Regions from separate parts of the Ovis aries genome. Here region 2 is linked to region 1. A link is a contact called in public Hi-C data. All regions are on one chromosome and are shown on one strand. The core of a region is the stretch at or near the end of the contact, and the rest is flanking DNA. Distances in the headings are between cores, read along the strand shown. Region 1 has its middle 10 kb from the start of TCF3. Region 2 holds the start of ATP8B3 (ATPase phospholipid transporting 8B3).

Region 1 (4,385 bases), core at 1,568-4,067:
TCTCACCACCCACCAGGGACCAGGTTGGGCTGCCTGGTCTCCTGGCAGGTGCTGGGGGAGCCCTGAGGGGAGGCCCCTTCCCCAGGGGCAGGGACGGCCCCGGGCACTGCACAGAGGAACTGGGTTGTGTGGGTCACAGAACTGCCCCTTTAAAGGTATCAGTTTCCCCCGCTTTGCGGGGAACCTGGAGAAGCATGGAGGGCATGCCTTGAACCCAGAACCACCAGGGTCTTGGTTTCTCATGTTGGGCCTTCCCTTGACCCTGTTGTGTGGGCGGGGCCTGGCCCCAGAGTGTTCCTAGGCTTCCTTCCACCCCCTGCCAGCCTAGGTGGCTCCTAACCCCTCCGTGCATCACCTATAAGGTCTGCACACAGGCGCAAAGAGTAAGAAATTCACTCCTCAGCTCCTAATTCCTTCCCTGCCTGGGGGTCTGGCTGTGTCAGGCTGGCTGCGACACTTGCAGTCAGGGCTGGGGTCCAGGCAGGCCCTGGGGTTGGGGGTGCAGGAAGAATCCAGAGCAGGAGCAAACTGAGGTCACCTACAGGGTGTGCTCCAGCCAGCTCCCCCAAGACCCCCCATCCATGCTGGTGCCCCCTCCCTGCTCCTTGGACATCATGACTCATGCTGACCTCAGGGCCTTTGCATGGCTGGCCTCTTGGCCCAGAGCACCTCTCTCCCTCATTCTCTCCTCAGCCCATCCATCCCCAAGACTGTCAGCTTTGCTTGCTCAATGTCTCCCTCCCAGTTCCTGCAGGGCAAATGCCCCCCCCATCCCCACCAGACTGTCCCCAGAGTCCAGCCCACCCAGTGGAGAGACTGGGGAAGACAGTGGTCCCCATTTCACAGGTGAGAAAATCGCAACTCAGAGGGAGAGGCCAGAGGTCAGACAGGGAGAGGCACTTAGAAGCGCCCCCCTGCCCAGCCCCTCTCCACCAGGGCAAAGGCATTTCCTTCTGCTCAGGGGGCTGTGGGGTCCTAGGGCAGCTGGTGGGGCGCCTAACGGGTCTTGGGGCCTGTGTGTGTGGCAGCAGCAGCTGGGGCTCCTGGGGCCCAACCCCCACTCGGAGTGTGAGTGGGAGGTGGGGGAGGGGGAGCAGCAGCTGGCGCCTGGCCCTGTGCCAGTTAGGAACCTCCGCGGGGTGGGGCTGCCCTGGGACTGTCTCTGTCTCTCTCTTTTGGCCTCTGTCTCTGTATCTCCCTCTGTCTCTTCTCTTTCTGTTTCTCTCTTTGCCTCTGTCTCTCCATCTCCCTCTGTGTGTGTCTCTGTCTTTCTTGGTCTCTGCCTCTCTGTGTTTCTTTGTCTATCTGTCTCTCATCGGAGCTGGGGGACTAGCCCCATTTCAGGTCATTAGGATCTCCCCTTTACCTCCACCTGCTGGGTGTAATCACGTGAACTGAAGGACCCCCACCTCTGCACCCCCGCTGTGGTCTCTATCCCTCCCAAGATAGGGAGCCTGGGACACCCCTCTTGTGGGCTGGGGGACCCTGGGCAAGTTTCCCAGATGCAAAGTCTGTGGGCACCCTCTCTGGGCCAGGGGTAGGGTGGGCCACAGCCAGTCTGGGAAGAAACAGTCACTAAGGAGCCACTTTACAGGCATCTGAACCCGTCCTGGGGGGGGTCCCCTACCTTAGTGGGAGGGGATACGGAGGCCAGAAGTGATCCTGCAGGGGGGTGGGGTGGGGTGGGGAGAAGCCCAGCCAATGCAAAGGCCCTGATGCCTGGGGCAACCCTCAGCCAAGTTCCTGGGTCCTCAACCCCAGGTCACGGAAGCAGACTCATCTGCCCACTGCCCCACGTGAAGACCCCTCCCCCACCCCGGAAGTGTGCAGGCAGCCAGGAGGGCACTGGGGGTGAGCAGGGAGCAGGGTGACTGCCTCCCCGGGGCCCTGACTGCCCAGTCTCTACATTCCCCCACGTCTGCCAGTACAGCCATCCCCTGAAACCTCCCTGACAATAGACTCCGACACAGCGGAAATATCCCCAGGGGGCTGTGGCTTGATCACCCCTTGATTTGCATTTTTACATATTAATGAGGGTGGAGCTGCTAATTCTGCCACGTTGTTTTAAAGGTGCAGAAACGCTGGAACTGCTGAGGAGTGAGGAGGGGGCATTCCTCACCAGGAGTAAGGAAGGGGGGCCTGGGTCCCCAGATACAGGATCCCTGTCCCTCCGTCTCAACCGTTGCCCCTTGGGTCACAGGGTGGGGTCCCCCAGTCTCTGTGCCTTTTGCTCTTGAAATTGGGGCATCAACCTTGGGGGCTGCGGGGCAATGGGAAGTCTGGAATTTTCTGTCGGGAGCTCTATCCTGAGCATCCCATGGTGGGAAAGTCGAGAACTGAGGATCAGACTCTGCCGTAAAATCTTTGGATTCCGTCATAGACTCTGGATCCAGCATCATCTCCATCTTCTGAGTTCAGGCCGGAAACCCCACTCCCCACCACCACTCCCCGCAGCCCCGGTCGGGGAGAGGGGCGTTCTGACCCCACTTGTGGCCCTAGGCTCTCTCAGCCCAGCCTCAGGACTCCTTCCAGCTCCCCCTTGCACATGCTGCTCCCCCGCCAGATGCTTCTGCTTTCCCTACAAGTTCACCTCTGCTGTGGCCCTCCAGGCCACCCTGCCCACGCGCCTGTTTAGCCCTGTCACCTCCAGGTCCCCATCCCGAAACTGGGAGACCGAGGCACAGGCTGGCGAGGTCACACAGGGTCCCCCCCTCAGACCACTCCCCTCCCGTTGGCCGCGGGGATGGGGGCTGGACCCTGGGGGTCCTTGCGGCGGTACAGGCCAGAGGTGCGCACTTGGGCGCGTGCTGCCACCTGGTGGTGCCCTGAGGTGGGTCTGAGGTTTTCCTCCGGCCTCGGAGACCCCACTCCAAGGAGCACAGCGCGCGCTGGGGGACCCAGGAAGTCCTCGGGTGCAGGGATACCGAGGCGGGCCACAGTCCACGGGCCTGGGGGCGCGGGCAGCAATGGGCAGGATGGAGAGGCTTCAATGATGAGGAAGGAAATGGAGGCCCGACCCGGCTCCCCTGTCCTGACCTTCTCCAGACCCCTCCCGTCAGGCCTGTGACTGCTCCAAAGCTTCCCGTTCCATTGTCACCCTAATCTGAACATTCTATGTCCACACAGACCCCTGGCCTGACCTGATGCGAGGTGTGAGCGCGGGGCAGGGGAGACTCCCGTACGCCGCCGGGGACAAACGCACTGGGGGCCCCGGGGCCAGTGTCCACCAGGGGGCGTCCGCTGCCCAGAAACCCGCGGAGGCCTGCTGCGCGCGGTGGCCGTCTGCGCACGCGCGTGCCCGGTGCCGGTGGGCTCTGGGTGTTCGCTGCGCTTGTGATGTCCACGTGTGCCCGGTTGGGATCTCGCACGTGTGAGTGCACTGTGCTCGCGTGTACGCAGCTCTCAGCTGTGCTCACGCGCTCGGTCCTACCAGCACGCTGGCGTGTTCATGTGCTTCAACGTGTTTACCTTGCCCTGCAACAGCTTGGTTGGGTACCGTGTGCTCAGGACCTGGCGCGTCCGGGCACAGGCGGGCACAATTTTGTTTGCACTTGTGAGGCCTGTTTATCCACGCGTGTGCACCTGGGATTGCCATAACCAGACGTCCACATTTCCTTTGTGCATCGATCTGTCTGCCTGCCCTCGAGAGGGGTCCTACCTGTACGTCTCCAAGTACTGCCCGGCATATCTGCAGATGCGCAAGTCCTGGCAAACACGTGTCCACGTATTCTGGCATGTTTATCGAGTGTTTACACATGTGCATGCTCACGTGTGCACCGTGATGGGGCACACATACACACGTGTGCTCGGGGATGTTAATGCATATCTCCATGTCAGGGCTTCCCTGGTGGCTGGCTCAGACAGTAAAACATCTGCCTGCAATGCAGGAGACCCGGATCCAGTCACCGGGTAGGGAAGATCCCCAGGAGGAGAATCCCCATGGAGAATCCTATGGACAGAGGAGCCTGGCGGGCTACAGTCCATGGGGTCACAGAGTCAGACACAACTGAGCGACTAACACACACATGCATGTACCTGTGCTTACAGCCACAGCCCACACTCAAGTCCCCCTTCAGAGACACTGCTCCCAGCAGGACCCCTTCCCACCAGTCAGCTGTCAGAACTCTCTAACAGGTCCTCCCTGAGGTCCTGACGTACATTTTGCCCTTCCCTGCTCTCCCATTCTTGCCTCTCTCGCCTCCACCCAATCTCCTCCCGCTGGTGGTCACAGGCTCCGTGTCACCTGCAGGTGTCACATGTCACCTACAAGGAGACAGGGAGTGTCTGGCTGTGTTGACATCTGGGCCTTTGCTGTGGCCGTTCTTTCTGGCCCAACTTCCCCAGCTGCTCACATGTCCCCAGCTCAATGTCACCTCCAGCCAGTG
Region 2 (4,131 bases), core at 763-3,262, 120 kb after region 1:
TTTCTCTGCCAACACAGAAAGACCTTCTCCTTGAACTGGCTGTTGTAGGCCCGGTTGTTGGCCTGCACTTCCCAGGTGAACTCTGGAGGATAAACACAGGCTAATGACACCCCAGAGGAGGGCTAATGGGCCCCTGGGGGATCTAGCTGGTAAACAGACAGGAGGGCCCTCGATCTCTTTACACGGTAGCTACCTGCTTGGGGAGCCCAGGTAGATCTGAGGATCCAGCCACCCCGAGACAACCCCTAGGCCATGGGAGACCTATTCACACCCACTCCTTCTACAGACGGGTAAACTACAAGGCACCGGGGATGAGCTCCAAGGTGTCGGAGGCTCCATGCCCGGCCCAGGTGCTCTGGGTCCCAGGCTTCCAAGTCCTGAGTCCACCCTTCAGTCCCAGGATTTTGAACTATCTGTAACCCCATGAGAACCCCACACTGGGCCTCCTGTCTCCCCACTTCAGCCACTGTACTTTCTAACGCCCCTTGGTGGAGCCCACCTTGTGCCCACACCTTTTCCCCCCACCCTATGCCCACGCTTCGCCCAGACATGCACCTGAGTTCTTCTCCTCGTCAAGGTCTTCTTGGTACGTGAGACTGCCCATGCTGGTGGGGCTGTCGGACAGAGTGGCCTGAGGTCACACTGGCGGCTGTATAGTGCCCACCACTCCAACCTTCTTGGAAAAGTAATTTCCTATGCCCGCCTGCTAAAGTCTCCTCCCCAGAATCTGAAGGTCCAGTCACCAGCTGTGAGTCCTTGCTCACTGCTGTGGTCACCTGGCCACTGTTCCCCACCCCACAGCCCCGCACGGCCCTCTGTAGTCCAAGCCCCTATTGCCGCTCCTGGAAAGGCGCACACATGTCCTTCCACACAGCACAGGACATTCAGCCTGGTCAGGTGTTCGATCGATTTCTTTGTTGACAGACTAAATGGGCCCCCAGGGTTCCCTGTCATATCTCAAAAGGGAGTTTATGAGGCCAAGGGGCTGAGAGGTCTGAGTGTGGCCCTGGGGTAGCAACCACCAGACTTCCATAGAGCCAGGAGCCTGGTCCCTCCTAGTCCTTCAGTGCCCCTGGCAGCTCCCCAAATGACCCCAGCCCCAGCACTCCACACCCCTGGTCCCACTGTTCCCTCTGCCAGCAGGACCATTCCCTCTTGACAGGCTGGCCGGAGGCACCTCACCCATCTGCTCTCAGCTCATATTTCTCCGATGGCCCAGGCTCGTTCTGGAGCCTCCTCTGGGCCTCCCTTCTGCCTGCAGGGTCCCCCATTCCAGCTCTGATCACCCTTTTACTGCTTCTTCCCCCATCTGGGTTGCCTGCTGAAACCGGAACCTCCTAGAGCAGGGACTGCTGGCGTCTGAGTCATTAGTGTCCCCAGGGCCCCGGGGTGGGATGGCCTGGCTCAGGGCCGGCGCTGATGCTCCTGGGAGCCTGATGAAGGCCAGTGCCCATTTGCCAGATGAGAAAAAACGAGGCTCGGGGTGAGTGAGGCTCAGCCTGTGGGACCAGAGCCACTAGGAATCCCGGCCCGGGCCAGATGGGGTTAGAGGGCTGCTGCCGGTCAGAATTCACGCAGTGTTTTGGGGGATGGCAAACACGCCTCCCCCAACAAGGGCTTGCTTCCTCCTCAGCGCACTCTAGGCTCACCAGAACGTCCACTAACCCCGGGGAAATCCCGAGCATTCCCACAGCGAAGCGACGCAGGATTCGATGCCCAGCCCCTGGAAAATGCACCAGGAGATCTCGGTCCACTACAGACCGTGAGCTCCGGCGCCCGTCCGGACCCTGGCCCGCGCGGACCTCTAGGGGGCGCCGCCTCCGCCACGGCCTCCCGCCTTCAGGCCCGGCGGAGTTCAGAGAGGGTGCGCGGGCCCACAGATACACACAGCTGTGGAAGCGCAGCCGCTCACCTGCGCGGGCTGGGGCGGGTGGGGCCGGGCTGCCTGGGTCAGTCGCTGGAGTTCAAAGCGACGGACGTGGTGGAAGCTGTTAGCCGGGTGCCAACGGGCCTGAAACGGGCGGCGCGGGCGCGGGGCGGAGCTGGGCGGAAGGGCGGAGTCTAGGGCTGAAGGGGTGGCCAATACCAAAGTAGGGGCGGGGTCGAAGGCGGGGTCGAGCGAGGCCAAACTGAACAGGGTCAAAAGAGGCGGAGCCCGAAGGCAGGGCCCAGTGACCTCGAAGAACGGGGAGAGAGCGGGCGGGGCTAAGGTGCGGGACGTCGAGGGCGTGGCCTGAGCGGAAGGTGAGTCCAAGGAAGAAGGGCGTTACCCAGAGGCAGGGCCAATACCGAAGGCGGGGCGGGGGAGAAGGCGGGGCCGAGAGTCATCCACGCCGAATAGGGCTCGAGGGGGCGGAGCCTAGTGTGACTAGAGGAGCTAGAGGGGGCGGGACCAAGGGGGAGGGGCCGAAGGCGGGGCCGAGTGAGGCCTTGCCAGAGGGGCTGGATGGAAGTCTTAATCTGGGCTTTTGTATTTTGTATTATGGCAAACCTGTTAGTTCATTTCAGTCGCTCAGTCGTGTCCGACTCTTTGCAACCCCATGGACTGCAGTACGCCAGGCTTCCCTGTCCATCATCAACTGCCAGAGCTTACTCAAACTCATGTCCCTTGAGTCTGTGATGCCATCCAACCATCTCATCCTCTGTCGTCCCCTTTTCCTCCCGCCTTCGATCATTCCCAGCATCAGGGTCTTTCCAAACGAGTCAGTTCTTCGCATCAGGTGGCTTTTTATTTTTTTCCTTTAGGATGGACTGGATGGATCTTCTTGCAGTCCAAGGGACTCTCAACAGTCTTCTCCAACACCACACTTCAAAAGCATCAATTACTTGGTGCTCAGCCTTCTTTATTGCCCAACTCTCACATCCATACATGATTACTGGAAAAACCAAAGCTTTGACTAGATGGACCTTTGTTGGCAAAGTAATGTCTCTGCTTTTTAATATGCTGTCTAGGTTGGTCATAACTTTTCTTTCAAGGAGTAAGCATCTTTCAATTTCATGGCTGTACTCACCATCTGCAGTGATTTTGGAGCCCCAAAAAATAAAGTCTGTCACTGTTTCCATTGTTCCCCATCTATTTGCCATGAAGTGGTGGGACCAGATGCCATGATCTTCGTTTTCTGATGTTGAGTTTTAAGCCAACTTTTTCACTCTCCTCTTTCACTTTCATCAAGAGGCTCTTTAGTTTTTCTTCACTTTCTGCCATAAGAGTGGTGTCATCTGCATATCTGAGGTTATTGATATTTCTCATGGCTATCTTGATTCCAGCTTGTGCTTCATCCAGTCCAGCATTTCTCATGATGTACTCTGCATATAAGTTAAATAAGCAGGATGACAATATGCAGCCTTGAGGTACTCCTTTCCCAATTTGGAACAAGTCAGTTGTTCTAAGTCCAATTCTGACTGTTGCTTCCTGACCTGCATACAGGTTTCTCAAGAGGCAGGTCAGGTGGTCTGGTATTCCCATCTCTTTAAGAATTTTCCAGTTTGTTGTGAATGACAAACCTAGACAGAATGTAGAAAAAAAAAAAAAAAAACCCAGAAACATCACTTTGCCTACAGAGGTCCATATAGTCAAAGCTATGGTTTTTTCCAGTAATCATGTATGGATGTGAGAACTGAACCATAAAGGCTAAGCCCTGAAGAATTGATGAATTTGAAAAGTGGTGATGGAGAAGACTTTTAAGAATCCTTTGGACTGCAAGGAAATCAAACCAGTCAATCCTAAAGGAAATTAACCCTGAATATTCATTGGAAGGACTTATGCTGAAGCTCCAATACTTTGGCCACTTGATGTGAAAAACTGACTCATTGGAAAAGACCCTGATGCTAGGAAATATTGGAGGCAGGAGGAGAAGGGGATGATAGAGGATGAGATGGTTGGATGGCATCACTGACTTAAGGGATATGAGTTTGAGCAAGCTCCAGAAGATGGTGAAGGACAGGGAAGCCTGGCATGCTGCAATCCATGTGGTCACAAAGAGTCAGACGGGTTAGAAGTCAAAGTCTTCTCCAGTATCACTTTTCATATGCATCAGGGCTTAGCCTTTATGGTTCAACTCTCATATCCATACATGACTACTGGAAAAACCATGGCTTTGACTATATGGACATCTGTCAGCAAAGTGATGT

What was found. Hi-C and Micro-C count contacts between places; a contact is called where the count stands out from the background.
Region 2: a Hi-C map of mixed tissues shows a contact between it and region 1, with 3 times the contacts expected there. The contact joins the promoter of ATP8B3 here to the enhancer-like site in region 1. A contact is called at or near these places in 4 of 16 Hi-C or Micro-C datasets (hypothalamus, mixed tissues, retroperitoneal adipose tissue and 1 more).

The regions. Positions count from the first base shown.
Region 1 is chr5:41,692,949-41,697,333 of ARS-UI_Ramb_v3.0, forward strand. No RefSeq gene overlaps it. Among named protein-coding and RNA genes, the nearest start is that of TCF3, 10 kb to the left of the region's middle. Within about 2 kb of position 2,818, at least 33 of the 54 cell types and tissues checked have an H3K27ac peak or open chromatin away from gene starts, as enhancers often do. A contact at or near this core is called in hypothalamus, where this site is marked.
Region 2 is chr5:41,810,645-41,814,775 of ARS-UI_Ramb_v3.0, forward strand. ATP8B3 (ATPase phospholipid transporting 8B3) reads right to left here and starts at 2,013. Exons shown (of 26, transcript XM_060416491.1): 1 at 1,913-2,013; 2 at 556-614; 3 at 1-82. The coding sequence starts at 604.